Regions from separate parts of the Drosophila melanogaster genome. Here region 2 is linked to region 1. The links are chromatin contacts, called in public Hi-C maps. All regions are on one chromosome and are shown on one strand. Each heading gives the region's core, a stretch centred on a gene start, on an enhancer-like site or on the middle of the called end of the contact. The rest is flanking DNA. Distances are from core to core; before and after follow the strand shown.

The links. Hi-C and Micro-C count contacts between places; a contact is called where the count stands out from the background.
Region 2: a Hi-C map of the Kc167 cell line shows a contact between it and region 1, with 4 times the contacts expected there. The contact joins the promoter of sbm here to the promoter of CG11590 in region 1. A contact is called at or near these places in 2 of 107 Hi-C or Micro-C datasets (both in the Kc167 cell line) and 1 of 6 datasets of contacts at active chromatin or transcription factors (the Kc167 cell line).

The regions. Positions count from the first base shown.
Region 1 is chrX:14,197,667-14,202,124 of dm6, reverse strand. CG11590 reads right to left here and starts at 1,947. Exons shown (of 1, transcript NM_132717.2): 1 at 1,218-1,947. The coding sequence starts at 1,864. The coding sequence ends at 1,268. It overlaps yl (yolkless), which reads right to left. Exons shown (of 5, transcript NM_206710.2): 4 at 2,581-4,458; 5 at 2,167-2,503. The coding sequence ends at 2,321. It overlaps Prp16 (pre-mRNA processing factor 16), which reads right to left and starts at 763. Exons shown (of 4, transcript NM_132719.3): 1 at 1-763. The coding sequence starts at 662. It overlaps mir-4917 (mir-4917 stem loop), which reads right to left and starts at 2,580; the gene lies at 2,504-2,580.
Region 2 is chrX:14,601,041-14,605,164 of dm6, reverse strand. It overlaps sbm (sobremesa), which reads left to right and starts at 2,585. Exons shown (of 9, transcript NM_132738.2): 1 at 2,585-2,703. The coding sequence starts at 2,655. NetA (Netrin-A) reads left to right here. Exons shown (of 7, transcript NM_001298314.1): 6 at 41-419; 7 at 538-1,153. The coding sequence ends at 679.

The sequences.
Region 1 (4,458 bases), core at 698-3,197:
GTTCCCGGCTCACGCGGCGTATGGACACTGCGCTCGGACATGGAGCGATCACGATCACGATCACGACCACGATCCCGATCCCAGCTGCGGTGCCGATCGCGCTCCCTTTCTCTGTGTTGGCGCCGGTCGCGGTCACGATCCCGATCTCTGTCCCGGTCCCTGCGTCGGTCACGATCCCAGTCGCGATCCCTGTCCCTGCCCTCTGCCGCTGTGCTGCTGACTGGGCCACGTTTTCTGTCCCGCTGGATGTGCTCGCGCAGACGCTCGCGTGCCTTCTCGGAAACGCCGCCGGTGTGCGAGGGTGTATCGTCTTTGTGCTCGCGCAGCTGGCCGCGCAGCTTTTCGAAGCTCTTGGTGTCCGGTTTCTTGAAGGCAAACTCACTGGAAGCGCCAGAGGCGTTGGCCTGCGGCGTGGAGCTCCCGCCGCCGGTGTCATCGAATTCGCTGTCCTTGAAGGAGATCAGTCGCTCGGATCGCTCCTTTTCGGCCCGTCGCTTGGCCGCCAGCTTGTCCAGGCCCAACATCGATCCCTGCGGCACCTTGAATCCACCGCCACCGCCAGCGCCGGCATCCTTGGGCTTCCGGATGACCAGGCCGCCGCGCGTCTCCTGGCCAGCGGTGCCCTCCAGCCGATGGACACCCGACTCGTCGTCGTCGGACATCCTGTTGTGCTGGTTAGTCTGTTGCTCCTTGGCTATTTCGCGAGTCTTGCTCGTTGTCGCAAAAACGATTCATTCGCGTTGGCGTTCTTGGGCACAGCTGATCGGCGGGGCTGCCATCCCGCTAAAAAAAAAAATGCTGGACAGCAGTAATGCCACTCTGGGTTAATTGTCGTTACGAATTTACATTTTATTCTAATGCAGAAAATTAGTTTTTAAATACTTACTTTTAAATATTATTTAGCTTGAAATATTTATGTGCATGTGCGCAACTGTAAAATTATATCTATTTCGTTTTTCCACTTATTATTTTCTTTGTTGCATTTTGTTTTGTTTAATTTATTGGTAGAACTTGTAACCGCATAATAAGATGGTAAGTTGTATTTGAAATGGAATAACTAAGCTTTATATATTGCAAGATACAATAATTATGATTATGTGATCAAATGTCCATTTCCATTTTCTCAAAACATTTAAATTACATTAAAAGTTTACAGCTAAACAAAGAGTGGCAATGCTAGAAAATAAAGCCCTTGTTAATTTTTAAAAAAATAAATTAATTTTCCAGATAACCGTTTTATTTCCATTAAATGGACTGCAAATTGAATTTAGTCTTTGCTCTCGGCCTTTGTGGGAACCGTCTGCGCGATCCAATCGAGATACGGCGGATTGCCATTCTGGATGGGCAGCGCGATGACCTCGGCGACGCTGTAGGGATGATTCTCGCGGATGAACTTGCTCAGATCGTCGATGCGGCTGGTGCGCGTCTTGATCATCAACAGATATTCGGAGTCCTCGCTAATCTCGCCTTCCCACTTGTAGATAGACTCGACTTGGGACACAATGTTCACGCATGCGGCCAATTTCAACTCAACGATGCTGCGGCCCAGCTTTCTGGCTGACTCCCGATCCGGAGTGGTCACAAATGCCACCGAGCTGCTGCCCGACTGATAGGCATTGCCTGTCGCCGCTGATTGTTGCTGGTCGCCCATTTTGGAGCATTCACTGGAATTGGAATTCGAATTCGAATTGGTACTGGAACTGGCGTTGGCGGCACTGGAAGAGAAGCAACAACTTTTGTGACTGCTCGCTGTGGCGAATGCCGGCGGGTTGGCGATGGCGGTGGTGACGCTGGCAGCGATCAACAGGTTGCGCACCAGCGACCAGCGAAGGGGCAAGCAACTGGCGGAGATGCGATATTGCATTCAGATGCACTTTGCACGGTGAAAAGCAAAACAATAATGAAACAAAAAACCAAGTGCCACAGTCGGCGGCGTTGCCAGACATTCCAGTCAAATGCGATGTTTAACATTAGGGCTCCTGCGCACGAGACAAGTGGGATTAACATAAAATGTAGTATTTTAGGTATCTATGTTAACGGTATTTTTTTTCTTGAAGAGAAAAGTAACGGTTCGTTTTTTAATAGATTTCAAAACTATAAAAAATAAACAAAAAAAAAAACTTTTTCGGGCCACAAGATGCCATTTAAAAAAAAAACGCATGTGTTCGATTTAGTTTTTAATATTTTGCTAGCTATATAAACTCCAATCACCGATTAACATTTAAATACAATATCATTTTAACGCTACAATAAATACATAGATATAATAAACAGCAAACAGCAGCAATAATAAAATAAATAAATAACCACTGCCACTCATTTACGACACAAATCGTGCATTCGCATCATTGCCTGCGTAATTTCCCCCGAACTGTCCGGCTGATTTGGCGGCATCGTCGTCCATGTCAGCCACCAGGATGTCCGGCACCTGCCGCCCAACTCCGCGTCCGCCATCGCCATCGCCTCCGGCCCCACCTCCGTCCAGCGCATGTAGTTTGCTTTCCTGTTGAGCAGACGATAGTAGTAAGGGGGCAATCGTCACATATCTTCCACGGCCATCTGACCCCCATCGCTACTCACTCTGCTGGGGCTCTCGAGAAGCAATTCCTGAGCCATCGGATCGCCGGACGCCGACTGTCGTGGACGGAGCAGTCGCTGGAGCGCATTCGGCACACTAAACTGCTGAGCCGCGAACGAGGACGTGGCGCTGGTGGTGGTGAATGTGTCGTTGCTGCCGCGGCTGGACACCGTTCCCGTTTCCGTGGTGAAGCCGACTCCCGCCTCGGCGCGTTCGTGCTCCAGGAACGCTTTGGTGCCGCCGAGCGTCGCCAGCGGATTCTGGAAATGCATGTTAATGTTGAGATCCGTGTGGCCGCGCTGCCGGTACTGATAGTACATGTACCCGAGTCCGGCGATCAGTGATCCGGCGGCTAGGACGAACAGTGCCATCAGCCAGTGAAAGTGACCGTTCTGCTCGTGTTCATGTTCCAATTCCAGGCTGTTGACCGCACCCAACACGGCCACCTCATTGCCAGAGCCATGGGGACACCGTTCGCCTTCGGCCACCAGACGATTGCCACACATGCATTCGTAACCGTAGTCCGCCTGCAGGCACAGTCCATGGCAGTGGGCATGGGCGCATGGATGCGACGCCTTCTGCGGCTGACGCGACCTGCCCGCCACCACAATGTCCTGGGCGTTCAGCACGTTAATGCTGATCTTGTGACAGATGCGGGATCCGTACAGTGCGCACTGCACCGCCTCCACGGAGCCCAGGTTCACGATGAACGCATTATTTTCGTACACACTCAGCCCAGATGGATGCATCAGAGCGTTGGACTTTTGCAGCATTATCTCCGGTCGACGCATGGGACCCGTTTTAAGCCTATAGCTAATCCTCTCCAGCGTGCGCATATGCTGGTCCACAAAGTACAATAGCTGCTGATGCGGATCGGTGGTCAGGGCGGTCATGAAGCTTTCGCTTCGCTGCAGCAGCATATCCCTGCGACTGCCGTCCAGTCGAGCCATGTGAATCTCCGAGCTCGTCTGGCCATAGCCCTCGGTGCGTATGACTATGTAGAAGATCCGGGCGTGATAGCCATCCACAGCCAAATGCTTAACGTGCCTGGGACTCTTCACGTGCACAATGCGGCCGCACATGCGTCCCACGAAACTGCACGCTTGGATCTCCTGCGCTCCACTGAGCACATAAACATTTCCGGTGACCCAATCCACGGAGAGTTTCGTCGGTGCGGGCAGACCCAGAGCCCGCACAATCACCTTCGTTTGCAGATCGATCTGATAGACGATGCCCTCGTCCTCGGCGGAAAAGTAACCCATTTGCCGGTGCATGGCCAGATCGAAACCGGTGATCCTCGAATCATTCGCCGACCAGGCCACATTGAGCATAACGGGCTGTTCGCTTAGGTTTCGCACTTCGTTGAAGCTGCTGAAGAGCAGAGTGGCGCCAGACTGCAGGCTCTTGCAGCTAACGCGATCCTGGCGCAGCATAAAGTCCGCATGGCACTGGCACTGATAGCCGCCGAGGGTATTCTCGCATAGCTGAGCGCATGGCTGCTGCTCCTGGCACTCGTCAATGTCTAAACAGCTCTTCTGATCCGCGTCCAGGCGATAGCCATCGAAGCAGGAGCACACGGCGCCGGCTGGTGTGGCGCGGCACTTGTGCTGGCACACCTGGCGACCCGATGCCGAACGGCAGGCGGTGGCGCACTTGGGTCCCTCGTCGTGGCCGTTGGTACAGTCCGGGAAATTGTTGCATACCCGCGACAAGTCCACGCACTCGCCGTCTTGACAATCGAAGAGATGTGGCCGACAGGATCGGCTCGAGGTGCTCCACGGCTGAATTTGGCTCTGATTGTGATGGCCCTTTTCCAGTTCGCAGCTCAACTCGTCACTGCCGTCGCCGCAGTCCTTCTGGCCATCGCAGCGGAACTCCCG
Region 2 (4,124 bases), core at 1,336-3,835, 400 kb before region 1:
ATCAATAAAAATCATCACTGATAAATGCATTCTCCCCCAGCAATAATGGCCAAAGTAATTGGTCGCGATACGAGCAGCGAGGCGGTCAGCAGGGAAGTTCAACGGCGCGCAATGGATCCCGACGTGGCGGACTACGAAATGGATCAGGTGCAGCCGGGATCGGCCCGATCTCCGATCACGGGGGTGTACGAGTTTCAGGCGGCGGACTATCCCAATCCCAATCCCAATCCCAGAGGCAGCGAAATGGAGCGCTTCGATCTGCAGATCCAGGCCGTCTTCAAGCGCAGCAGGCCAGGCGAAAGCAGCGGCGCGGGGAACGTGTACGGAATGCCGAATACAACCCTAAAACGCGGTCCTATGACCTGGATCATACCGACTAAGGACCTGGAGTGCCGCTGCCCCAGGATCAGAGTAAACAGGTGCGAGCATATATGAATAATGACAGTCGAGAAAAAGACAAAAATGTTGTGATAATATCAAAGAGCGATATATATATGGAAAATTTTCTTTACTTATTACAAACCTCTTATTTTACAGATCCTATTTGATCTTGGGTCGGGACTCGGAGGCGCCACCCGGTTACCTGGGCATCGGACCGCACTCGATCGTAATCGAATGGAAGGAGGACTGGTATCGACGCATGAAGCGCTTCCAACGGAGAGCGCGTACTTGCGCGTAATCCTCCAGCCAATAACAATACCACATCCTGTGTGTAGTCTCAAGATTCTAGAGCTAAGAAATTATTAACAGCTGAAAACAATCAAATCGTGTCATTGTCTCTTAAACACAATTTTTTTGTTTTTTTTTTTTTTAATGTCATATTAACCGATTTTGTAGCAGTTAAAATCAAACTAGCTGTATTTAATTTATTTAATTAACTTCAATCGTTACAAAGCAATCGGTAATTGATAATTTGAAATCAAACGCACGAAAATATCTATACATGTAATCTACGTAATCTATATATATACGACTTGTATTATTCGCTAAATTAGGATTCCTGTCAGCCCAGTTTAAGCATTTGTGAACAATTTACGTACTAGGGCCGTCTCGAAATCAAACAGAGCGCCAGTAAGCAATAATTTATGTGTAAGAAGCACTTTGATGCATGCATGACTCGCAAAAATAGTAATTAATAAATATTGTACAGAGCAGAGCACAACTTTTGAATTTTAAAATATTTGGCGGGATTGGGAAGGCTGCCACACTGGGGTATTTGTTGGTGCTGCCATTTGTTAGCTAGCGCTGCCACTGTAAAGTTTACTTCTGGATAACAAATAAGGAGGTTTTCCTCTAAAAAAGTACCATTCGTTTCTGTAAATTGCATTTCATGCATAATTTAGTTTGTATATGCATAAATCTGTACGCTTTTTAGTCTTGCGTGAATATATTTTAAACTTTGTTTTGAATTTTAATTGGTTGGCGGGCAGCTGTCTAGGTGGCATCTCTGCTTATCGGAGTTTATAACGTTGCCACACTCTAATAAAAACTTCGATTTTCAAACACATGTTTTTTGTTTTGGTGGCTTCCGCGTTTGAATTGTCAAAATGATTTCAGATCTAAATATTTATAGGAAACGAAAGGATTACTGGACTTAATGGAGTTTCCGAACTGCCCAGGATAAGGCAAACTTTTCAAGGTAAGGTAAACTCTTCAAATAATTTAACGGTTTTTCAGTTTTACAAATTCATTAGTTTTGCGCGCAACTAGCAAGGATACTGTAAATTTTGAAAATTAACGGTATGAAATACAAAAGTGGTGGCCCATAAAGAAGTTTTTCGTTTATCGTCATTTTCGGCGGTTGAATTCAGTCTTTGGTAATTTATTACATATTTCATGTTATTATTGCTTATTATATATATTTAAGTAAGCAAAATATTTATATTGGCGACCAGCTGGCAAAAAAGTCATTCAAGATGAGTTCTAATTTTACGTATTTTCCCAAATGCCCAAGTTTCCATTATTATTATTAATCGGCAGGTGTTTTTGACTTTTACACAACAATTTATTATTTGTTGTTGCATATGAATCACCTTTTAACACCCTTGAAGTTGCAACCTATCTTTTCGACACATTTTGCTATGAAATATATGCAAAAAAAAAAACGGCTTTCAAGTGTAATTACTAATAGCAAATTAAGCCACGCGCAGTTTTTGTGCGGTATCTCTGCCTATTAGAGTAATAGTTATCAATCATTTGTATAAACAACAAAAAAGGGAGGTATTAGCCATATTCTACATTAGTTAACAAACAAATATAGTCGCTTTTTAAGCTTAAGCTCTAAATCGCTCTTTCAAGGCATTTCTAACAGATTGAAAAAGGAATGCTAATATCTTGCCCATTGCTGTTTGCCCCGATGAATACGAACAGTTGACTCCCCACTGAAATGTTCAGAGTAGTGCATTCCGTGGGCGGTCATATTTGGCACGCATAGCGAGTGCAGCCTGTGTCGCAGGGTTGGAGAAATGTATCGAAGATGTGTGTGCGGAGAGGAAGAGGCGCGATTCCGATACCGATAACGATGAGCAGTCCGATGGCGATGACGCTACTGCCCGGCGCCTTATAAATACGCAGAGCCGCAGGGCGACGCTTTCATTCTCTCGCAGTGTTTAAAGTGACATGAAAGTGACGACATTGGCGCACTGTAGCAAGTCATGTATCAGCATGTCCAACCAAACAACACAAATCATATTCACGCCAATGGTGAGTTATCGTTATCGTTCGCTAGTTCCGTTAGGGTTTTTTTTTTCTGTTAAATATTTTGTTTAATTTGTTTTTTTTATTTTTTTTGTTTGCGCCAATTAGTGATGATTACTCGCATTATGTCCATTTCCAAGCCATCTCGTGGCTTTCTGCGGTGCTAAGTGAGCGGGCAAACAATTGCTCGAGTTGCAGCATGTGATGGCAGGTGTGCGTGCTTTTTTCGCGTTTCTGTTCCGCTTTTCTACAAACTTTTTTTTTCGTGTGAATTTTTGTGTGTGACGCGCATGCGCATGTGCAAAAATAAAAGAAGAACGGTAAATTACTGACCGGCTAACGGTTACCCCTGTGTCTGTGTGTGTGCGTTTGTGTGTGTGTGTGTGTGTGTGTGTGTGAGGGCGTGAATGCGCTGGTATGTGGCTGATTGCAGCAGAACAGCTGTTCTAATCAACCCAAAACCGAAAGCCAAGTTCAAAAAAGTTGCAGCATTAACATTGCATTTGCAGCACATCCGCCCAAAAATAGATTTTTCCTTTTCCCCCAATTTTTCTTTTGGAAAAATCATTAAAAGACCCGAAAATTTCACTTTGAAGAATAAGTTCTTTGATAAGAAAGACCAATGGACACTACATAAAGACTTTTATCCCCAAGACGGACAGTTGTTTTGATAAAAAGAAAGAAAACTTAAAAATGCGACTCTATTGATTGGCATTTGCTTATGACATTTTTGCTTTTTAATAGATGTAGCTTAAAAGATTTCACCATGAAATTGACTTTAGACTTTCGTAGAACATTTGCCAAAATTCCCAACAAATTAAATTCGTGAGCTTAAAACAATCGTAAACTAGCTAAATGATTTATGTGAGAACTTAACATATGATTGGAAGTATATTCATTGATTTTTTGGGTGCAATTAATCCATAAACAACACTCGATAAGATAGTCCAAATATATGTAGATATATAAAGATTCGATTCTGCAGACAGCACTTGTTATTTTTGGGGATAAAAGTTGTGATACAAAATTCAGATGCAAAAGTTTAGCTGGATTCAGATATATGTAAATTATACAGATATTAGAATTTTAGATATATCCATGATATCCTATAAGGATGATCCCAAAATCGCTTCACTCCCTTAAAAACCTATTGCTGCAAATAACTTCTACATATTGGAAGCTATATGTACTATATATGTATGTAGATATTGGCAATTACCCATTTCACTTTCGTTTGTGGTTGTTTACGTTATTGCCCCTATAGGCAATTTTAACGATGGTTAAACTTGGCCACCAATCCCCCCACGCTTTCCATTGTCAGTTACGCAATCGTTAAAAGCTGCCGAGGGTTGCTTATCAGTGGGTGTCGACTGTACCCCAACCCCTTAGGCAATTGTAGGTACATTCATGTTTCCAGATACAGATAC